Linked DNA regions of Mus musculus: region 1 is linked to region 2. A link is a contact called in public promoter capture Hi-C data. All regions are on one chromosome and are shown on one strand. The core of a region is the stretch at or near the end of the contact, and the rest is flanking DNA. Distances in the headings are between cores, read along the strand shown.

The links. Capture Hi-C pulls out chosen DNA fragments and counts their contacts.
Region 1: a contact with region 2 is called in a promoter capture Hi-C map of liver. The contact joins two enhancer-like sites. A contact is called at or near these places in 4 of 39 promoter capture datasets (the C10 cell line, the HPC-7 cell line, pre-B cells and 1 more), 3 of 15 datasets of contacts at CTCF or cohesin (CD8 T cells, large pre-B cells and pro-B cells), 33 of 484 Hi-C or Micro-C datasets (B cells, CD4 T cells, CD8 T cells and 18 more), 5 of 115 datasets of contacts at active chromatin or transcription factors (CD4 single positive thymocytes, CD8 T cells, embryonic stem cells and 2 more) and 2 of 9 other capture datasets (adipose tissue and liver).

What each region holds. Positions count from the first base shown.
Region 1 is chr2:160,795,190-160,799,341 of GRCm38.p6, reverse strand. The region is part of intron 2 of Zhx3 (zinc fingers and homeoboxes 3); the gene reads left to right. Among named protein-coding and RNA genes, the nearest start is that of Plcg1, 66 kb to the right of the region's middle. Within about 2 kb of position 2,126, at least 57 of the 459 cell types and tissues checked have an H3K27ac peak or open chromatin away from gene starts, as enhancers often do. A contact at or near this core is called in liver, where this site is marked.
Region 2 is chr2:160,713,147-160,716,827 of GRCm38.p6, reverse strand. It overlaps Top1 (topoisomerase (DNA) I), which reads right to left. Exons shown (of 21, transcript NM_009408.2): 15 at 2,562-2,747; 16 at 1,714-1,782; 17 at 1,001-1,115. Among named protein-coding and RNA genes, the nearest start is that of Gm52567, 16 kb to the left of the region's middle. Within about 2 kb of position 1,642, at least 15 of the 459 cell types and tissues checked have an H3K27ac peak or open chromatin away from gene starts, as enhancers often do. A contact at or near this core is called in liver, where this site is marked.

The DNA of each region.
Region 1 (4,152 bases), core at 877-3,376, 82 kb before region 2:
TCCCACTATGTAATTGACTTTTAAATTCTCTGAACAAATATTAGATAGGATTTGAATGTTATAGCCCTTTCCCTAAGAGTATATATGAAAATGGTTTTTGACTATATTGTCAATTGTAAGTTCTGTTGATATTTAAATCATGGTATTATTGAAAGGCTCAAAACAAATGCAAGAAAGTTGGTGAGGGCTTACAGTGATTTTGTTTGTTTGTTAATGGTGATGGCAGTGGCTGTACTGTTTGAAGACAGGCACTCTGTTAGCTTTGAATTCTTCCTGTATCTACCTGAGCTAAATATCCAGTAGCCCTCAATCTTTTTTATTAAAAAAAAGTCTATATCACACACACATACACACACACACACACACACACACACACACACACACACACACACACACACACTCACACAAGTACACATGGAGAGAATTGTCTGAAATAACAATAGTTTGAAACAATTTAGAGGTCATGTTTGAGCTCATTTTCTGAAATCTTGTTCTTAAGTCAGTCCTTACCTTACCATTCCTAAGATCATTTGAAAGGAAGGATCTGACCACATCATCTGATCCAGCTACTAAAACAACACCAGATAATAATAACTTGCTGTCTGTGCCTTGCCTTCTGGAGAGCAATATAAGCATAGCCCTTGCATGCATTTCACTGTACCTTTGCCTGGTTTCCTTATGCAGAGCTCCAAGGCATGCTTCTACCTGAGTGTCCTCCAGGAGGAATTGCCTCTGGACAGGCATTACGTATTTATGGTTATTAAGTAATGAAACAGTACCACTCAAAGTACATTTCTCTTAATATTAGCACTCTGAGGGTCAAATTATGTATCAGATAAAGAGACAACTCTGTACTTTCACCATGTCCCTCCTCCTCCCTCCCTCCTCCCTCTCTGTATTAGCAAATCATGTTTGTTTTCATTCTCATACAAAAAGGACTTCCTTCTGAGCTCTAACCTTGGGTCTTGGTTACTTAACTAAGCCATGTAACTCCACATGTTAACCCAGGATGAATCCAGTGGCCATAGTGCCAGTGGAGAGTTCAGGGCTGGCTATGACCCAGAAAGTTTGTAAGGAGCTTGGGAGGAAAAAAAACAACAAACAAAAGAACAACAACAACAAAACCAAAAACAGTCCTCAGTCTTGTAACAGCCCTACCCCCAAAGTCAGCCTTCCTTCTGACCTATATTTGGGGGGATTGGAAGCTTGGGATTGTTGTTTGTTACCCTTGATTAGGGAAGGTACCCTTAGGATAGACTAACAAAGTAGAATACCTAAGTCAAACTGAAGCCACCCTGCACTGAACTTTGTTTCACATGTCAGAACACTCCTTTATTGTGAGCCATCTTAAATTGGGTTTCTTACTTGCAGCTTGGAATCATATGGTATTTGGTAGATATATAACTTTCCATTTTTAATATATCAGTAGCTCTAACCATAAAAAGGAGCCTAGGAACGTGAGGTCTCTACCTTACAAGGCATAGTCAGTCTGGCTGAGCACAACTTTGCAAAATAATGACTTACTTTTTGATGTTTTTCAAGTCTTGCCTTTATTTTTTAATTATGAGACAAGATTTCACTCTTAGTCTTTAAACTTGTGACAATCCTCCTGCTTCAGTCTTCTAAGAGTTGGGATTATAGGCATACTTGACTTCACTTGCATTCACTTTGATTGATTAAATATAAACTTAGGTTAAATCAACAAAGTTACAGAGGTTTTTTTTTTTTGTCATTTCTTTTTCACAGTGAACAAAGGTTAATAGCATTATGTAAGTTTACACCAAAAAAACTTCATTATTTCTAGTCTACTGGCATTTGATATTCTCCATCAGTAATTCTTATCCTCCCCCCTTTTGGGAAAAACACAGCTTTTTTATTTCCCCAACAGAGCCAGAATTTTGATGCCTTAGCAGCCAAGGCTGCCTGCACATACAGCAGTGATCTCACTGAACCCTGCTAATAAGTTTGAGGAAATACTCACAGGACAGCCTTGAACTCTCTCCCAGCTTGTCCAAAACAAAATAGAAAAACCTCACCATCTCTCTTTCATGTCAGCAATGACAAAGGCTTGGTGAACTCCACAGTGCCCTGGCCTGTGTGCTGCTTCTAGAATGCCAGCTGGAAGGCCAGGCTGAGGTAGCCAGCTGGTGGTGGAGCACCTATTCTAAGACTGGGCAGTTCCTTTCTTGTGACACTGAAGTCAGAAACAAGATGGGGCATGCTGCCAGCTATTGAAGCAGTGACCTACTTTTACAGTACTCGGTCAGGTTTCTCTTTTCTCTCAGGAGGCTGTACACTCAACATCCTCCCGAGTGCTCAACAAGCCATTTCCCTAGCTAAACCCTTTTGCTTGGTGTTCTTCAGTTTGAAATGGACCTGGAGGGTATCATCCTGAGTGAGGTAACCCAATCACAAAAGAACTCACATGATATGTACTCACTGATAAGTGGATATTAGCCCAGACACTTAGAATACCCAAGATATAAGATACAATTTGTAAACACATGAAACTCAAGAAGAACAAAGACCAAAGTGTGGACACTTTGCCCCTTCTTAGAATTGGGAACAAAACACCCATGGAAGGAGTTACAGAGACAAAGTTTGGAGCTGAGACAAAAGGATGGACCATCTAGAGACTGCCATATCCAGGGATCTATCCCATAATCAGCCTCCAAACGCTGACACCATTGCATACACTAGCAAGATTTTGCTGAAAGGACCCAGATATAGCTGTCTCTTGTGAGACTATGCCGGGGCCTAGCAAACACAGAAGTGGATGCTCATAGTCAGCTATTGGATGGATTACAGGGCCCCCAATAGAGGAGCTAGAGAAAGTAACCAAGGAGCTAAAGGGATCTGCAACCCTATAGGTGGAACAACAATATGAACTAACCAGTACCCCCCCCCCCCAAGCTCGTGTCTCTAGCTGCATATGTAGCAGAAGATGGCCTAGTTGGCCATCAGTGGAAAGAGAGGCCCATTGGTTGTGCAAACTTTATATGCCCCAGTACAGGGGAACGCCAGGGCCAAGAAGTGGGAGTGGGTGGGTAGGGGAATGGGGTGGGGAGGGTATGGGGGACTTTTGTGATAGCACTGGAAATGTAAATGAAGAAAATACCTAAAAAAAAGAAAAGAAAAGAAAAAGAAAAAGAAAGAAATAGGTAACTCCAAACTGAAAAGAGAGTAATAGCTATCCCTTCTCCTATCTTGGGGGCTAGGAGACAGTTTATCAATATAAAATAGTGGGCAAAGATGGCTTTGAGGAAGAACAAAACAGGTCATTTAGGCAGAGGATGGTATTTGGTTTATAGGTCTAGGGTTTTGTTCTCAAAATTCTAATCACATGTACCAGCTTGGCCACCAAACTTCGCTTGTATTCCATAGTATAATGTGATAGAGGCAGAGTGATAAAACTTAACAGATTTTGCTCAGATAAATCTTGTTGAGGAGGAACACTGTGCTTGAGAGTTTGAGGCAGTGTACAGTGCAGCAGAAGTAGGGGTGGGTCTGGGATGAGGCTGTCGGTTGTGCCGGGCAAGGGAACTAAGAAGGGAGTCAGAGAAATTGCTGTCCCAGCCACACTCTGTGCTTGCAGCCTGACTTGACCCTGACTGGCTCACTGCTGTGGAACTAGAGCATGGTCTTTGTGTTGTTTGACCATTAGGTATATACTGTCCTAGTAGCGGATTAATATGCTCCAGGCCTTTCTCTTATTACTCCTTAAAGACATGGCAGAATATGGGAAAGTGTGTTGCATGGTTCCATGCTCTAAGGGGTGACTGAGCCATTTTTAAACCTTGGGCCTTTTACACCTAGAATGAAGCATATTCCCCTCTCCTGCCTACACAACCCCTTCTCATTCAATGTGTCCTGTTCTCTCACTCACAGGATGTGAACTCTGCCTGGTGTCCTTAGGGACATTTGCTAACTGTTCTCTAATGTTCCCATTTATTTATTTATTTATTTATTTATTTAATGTTGTTGTGTTTGTTTGTTTGTTTGTTTGTTTGTTTTCCAAGACAGGGTTTCTCTATATAGTCCTGGCTGGCCTGGAACTCACTCTGTAGACCAGGCGGGCCTGGAACTCAGAAATCCACCTGCCTCTGCCTCCCGAGTGCTAGGATTAAAGGCGTGCGCCACCACTGCCTGGCT
Region 2 (3,681 bases), core at 393-2,892:
AACAAAAACCCAAAGCCCCCAGACCTTTATACTGCTTTTCTTATTCCCTGTCTCCCACTTACTAGGCAGATGTAGCAAATGCTGCAGCTGTGCTAGAAGAAATGACTACAGGAGAATGAGATGAAGGGATCCTAAGCTATACTGCAGGGGCTGCAGAGAAGGCTCAGTGGTTAAAAAATACTTGCTGCTCATGCAGAGAACCTGGGTTTGGTTTCATCTATTACTCTAGTTCTAGGGATCTGACTTTCTTTCTTTTTTGTGGAGGGGTAGGAGTGGGGATGGGGTGTTCTTTTAAGACAGGGTCCTTGAACTTGCTCTATAGACCAGGCTAGCTTCAAACTCAAGAGATTTGTTTGCCTCTGCTTCCAAGTGCTGGGCTGCCACCAACACATCCAGGCTTTTTAGCCACTGTTTAAACCAATCCTAATTACTGATCTCCAGCATACCATCTCTGGCTCGTCTAAGAGCATTTGATACATTTATAGAAGGCAGTGGAAATTCAAGTGGCAGGAGCAGAAGGGTTGCCTACAGCCTCAGCTGTGGGTAGGCTGAAGCAGAAGGTTCACTAGCTTGGATCACATGATGAATGTGCCCAGCCTTTAGCTACAGTGTGAGAGTTTGTTTTAAATGGAGAGGAAAAGAAGTTCTAAGGTCCCAGAGGTAATTATTACATACTATTATGAAGACCAAAAAGAAAAAAAGAAAAAGATTTACTACTACATTTTTCTGGTAACCATGACAACTCTATTCTCCCCAATTTAACACCACTGCCTATACCCTCTGAGCTTGTAAGTAACACAGATAAAACATAAAAATTTTTAGACCAGATGCAAAGCTCTTGTTAGTATTCTATGAGATTAATCTAGAGTTTGCAGCAGCAGTGGGAAGAAAGGCCTTGGTTTTGCTTAGACAGCAAAGCCTCTTCAAGAGGTTGGCGGGAAAGAATGAAGAGAAGGAAACTGGCACCATCCCAAGGACAACCATACAGAGTATTACTTACGGGCTGTGAGCTCTTTAAGCTGCTGCTGTAGTGTGATGGAGGCATTGTAGGTACGGAACACCTTGGCAGTCAAGCCCTCCATGAGATCCTGAAGATGTTTATTTAGAATACCAGTCTGCATTAAACACGACAACAAAGAGGATATTGGAACTGAGGTAAACACCAAATCACCCTTTCCCTTACAGTGAATACTAGGAGTCCTTGTGCCAGTGCTGCCACCATCCTGCCAGTTACTGTCCTGTCCTTCACAGAGGAAGTTAGCAAAGAGGGAAAATAATTCCAGAATACAGGAAGGATTGCATAGTGCCTTTCTATAAAGTACTTTAATCTTAAGTTCAAGACAACAAATTTTTTCTTTCTTATAAATATCTCTCCCAGTAAAGAAAGCAAGTGAAAGCCTTAGGTCTGTAGCAAAGGCAGCTGGGCGTCTCATGAAAGCATGAAAGGATGAAAGGAAGAGGGAAGATCCATGGAAAGCTCAGCTCCCTCTGCCTTGCAGCTTTGGTAGGAATCCACAGCACCACCCACAGGGTGGGAGGAGGGAGGGTCTGCTGCTGGTTACAGATGACTGAGTGCCCCAAGGGAGGAGGGATATGTAGAATGTCACTGGACAATCTAGACTGAATGGACAGTCCAAATACCCTTTGACAACTCTTGACCCCAGGAGCTTGAGATTGCCTTGGACTTTAGCCTAGTGTCCTGTGTTTACTCACATTAAGTCGATCAAAAAGATCGTCCTCAGGCTGCTTGTTCTCCATAAACAGTTGTAAGTTTTTAAAAACCTAAAACAAGTCCAATTATTATTTTAAAATTTTTTAGAAATAATTTCAAACTCACAATAACTTTCAAAAAAGAGAAAAGGTAGAAAGACAACCTATATATATTATACCCAAATTCTTGTTCTGCATGTGTAAATTTACATAAATACCTAAGTATCAGTTCTCAGCCATTTGTGGTATATATTGTAACTCAAATAGGATGTTTGTTAGCATCAAACATCCTGGCATCTACTTCCTAAGAACAAAAACACTCCCTTATAGCCAACCTATGCTTACCCTAGTTACTCGATTGAACTGGCACCCACTGTTATCGAATGGGCGAAAGTAGTAGGTACCTATGTCTATCTCATGGGTCTACAGAGATGAGCTCAGAGACTGAGAACTGAAAGATTACCATTTTATTCAGTTGGGGCTTGGACTGGGGCTAAGAAAAACCACAAGATAACAAGTGATCAGCAGATGCTGTGATGCTTAAATCACTAAAGCGGCTGTGTTCAATCTTAACATTGAGTTTGCTATAAAGGCTAACTCTCTGCAGACTCTGTTATAAACTGCTTCCAGAGATGGCCACAGGTTCCCAGCAATGTAGCAGAGGTTGCAGGGCAGGCATGAAATGAGGCACACCATATACCAAATATTATCTCTTTTCTTTCTTTGAGATCAATTTTACTAGAGCTCATCAAAATGCAGAACATGCAAAAGCCCTCAAAAAATATTTGCTGAATAAACAAACATGTAAAAAGAGCAAGCTAGAGAAAGAAGCACAGGCCACATGAACTTACTCGTTTCTCAACTGGGACTTTGTTATAGTATCTGATTGAGTCCTTCCCAGGAAAGTCAAATTCCACCACATACTCCTGACCATCCAATTCTGGGTGTAAATTGATGTGTTCCACTCTAAGTGAACAGCAGCCCACAGTGTCTGCCGTCTCTCCTTCTTCCTTCTCATTGCCTGCTCTCAGAGCAAGCTGTGCAAGAAAGGGAACAGAGTTGTTCAGAAAGAGATGAGTGAAGAAACATAGACCACATATAATCTCAATGACACTCTAAACCAGAAGCCCCCAATTTTGTAGATGGAATGAACATCAGTCTACATAACTTAGAAACTCAACTCATAAGAAAGTCACAGGGCTAGAGAGATGGCTCAGCTGTTAAGAGCCCAGCAACCACATGGTAACTTGCAACCATCTGTAATAAGATCTGACATCCTCTTCAGGTCTGAAGACAGCTACAGTGTACTTAAATATAGTAACAAATAAAAGAGTAAGAGAGAGAGAGAGAGAGAGAGAGAGACAGAGAGAGAAAGGGAGAGAAGGAGGAGGAGGAGGAGGAGGAGGGAGGGAGGGAGAGAGGGAGGTAAGAAGGGAAGGAGGGAAGGAAGGTAGGTAGGTAGGTAGGTAGGTAGGTAGGTCAGTCACAGAATACCCAGAGACCCAAGTTTCTCTACTCCATCCTTAGAGTAGAGATAGAAGAAGAAAAAAATTAAAACAAGGCAACAAATGAGACCATATTTTCATGAGAACAGTCAGATTAAAAACTTATCAATTTTGTGTGAATTCAGAATTTGGGCTAAAATTTAAGTGTAAAATGAAGAAAAAAATCTGAGCACTAAAAAAACTATCTTTCAAACTGCAATTATCATAAATCACACTTTTTTAAGAATTGTATAGGTTATAATTGTCATTTTCTAAAAGAATGAAATGAGAAATAACCACCAGAATTCAATGCTACTAGTTAACCAGTGGTTTGTGCAACTTTCGATTTAATTTCACATAAATAAAACTGTTATGTTGGATTTTGACATAAAGTAAGTACTTTTGCAGATTATGGTCAAAAATCTTGAGCATCACAGTTATTAAAAAAACAAACAGCCGGGCAGTGGTGGCACACGCCTTTAATCCC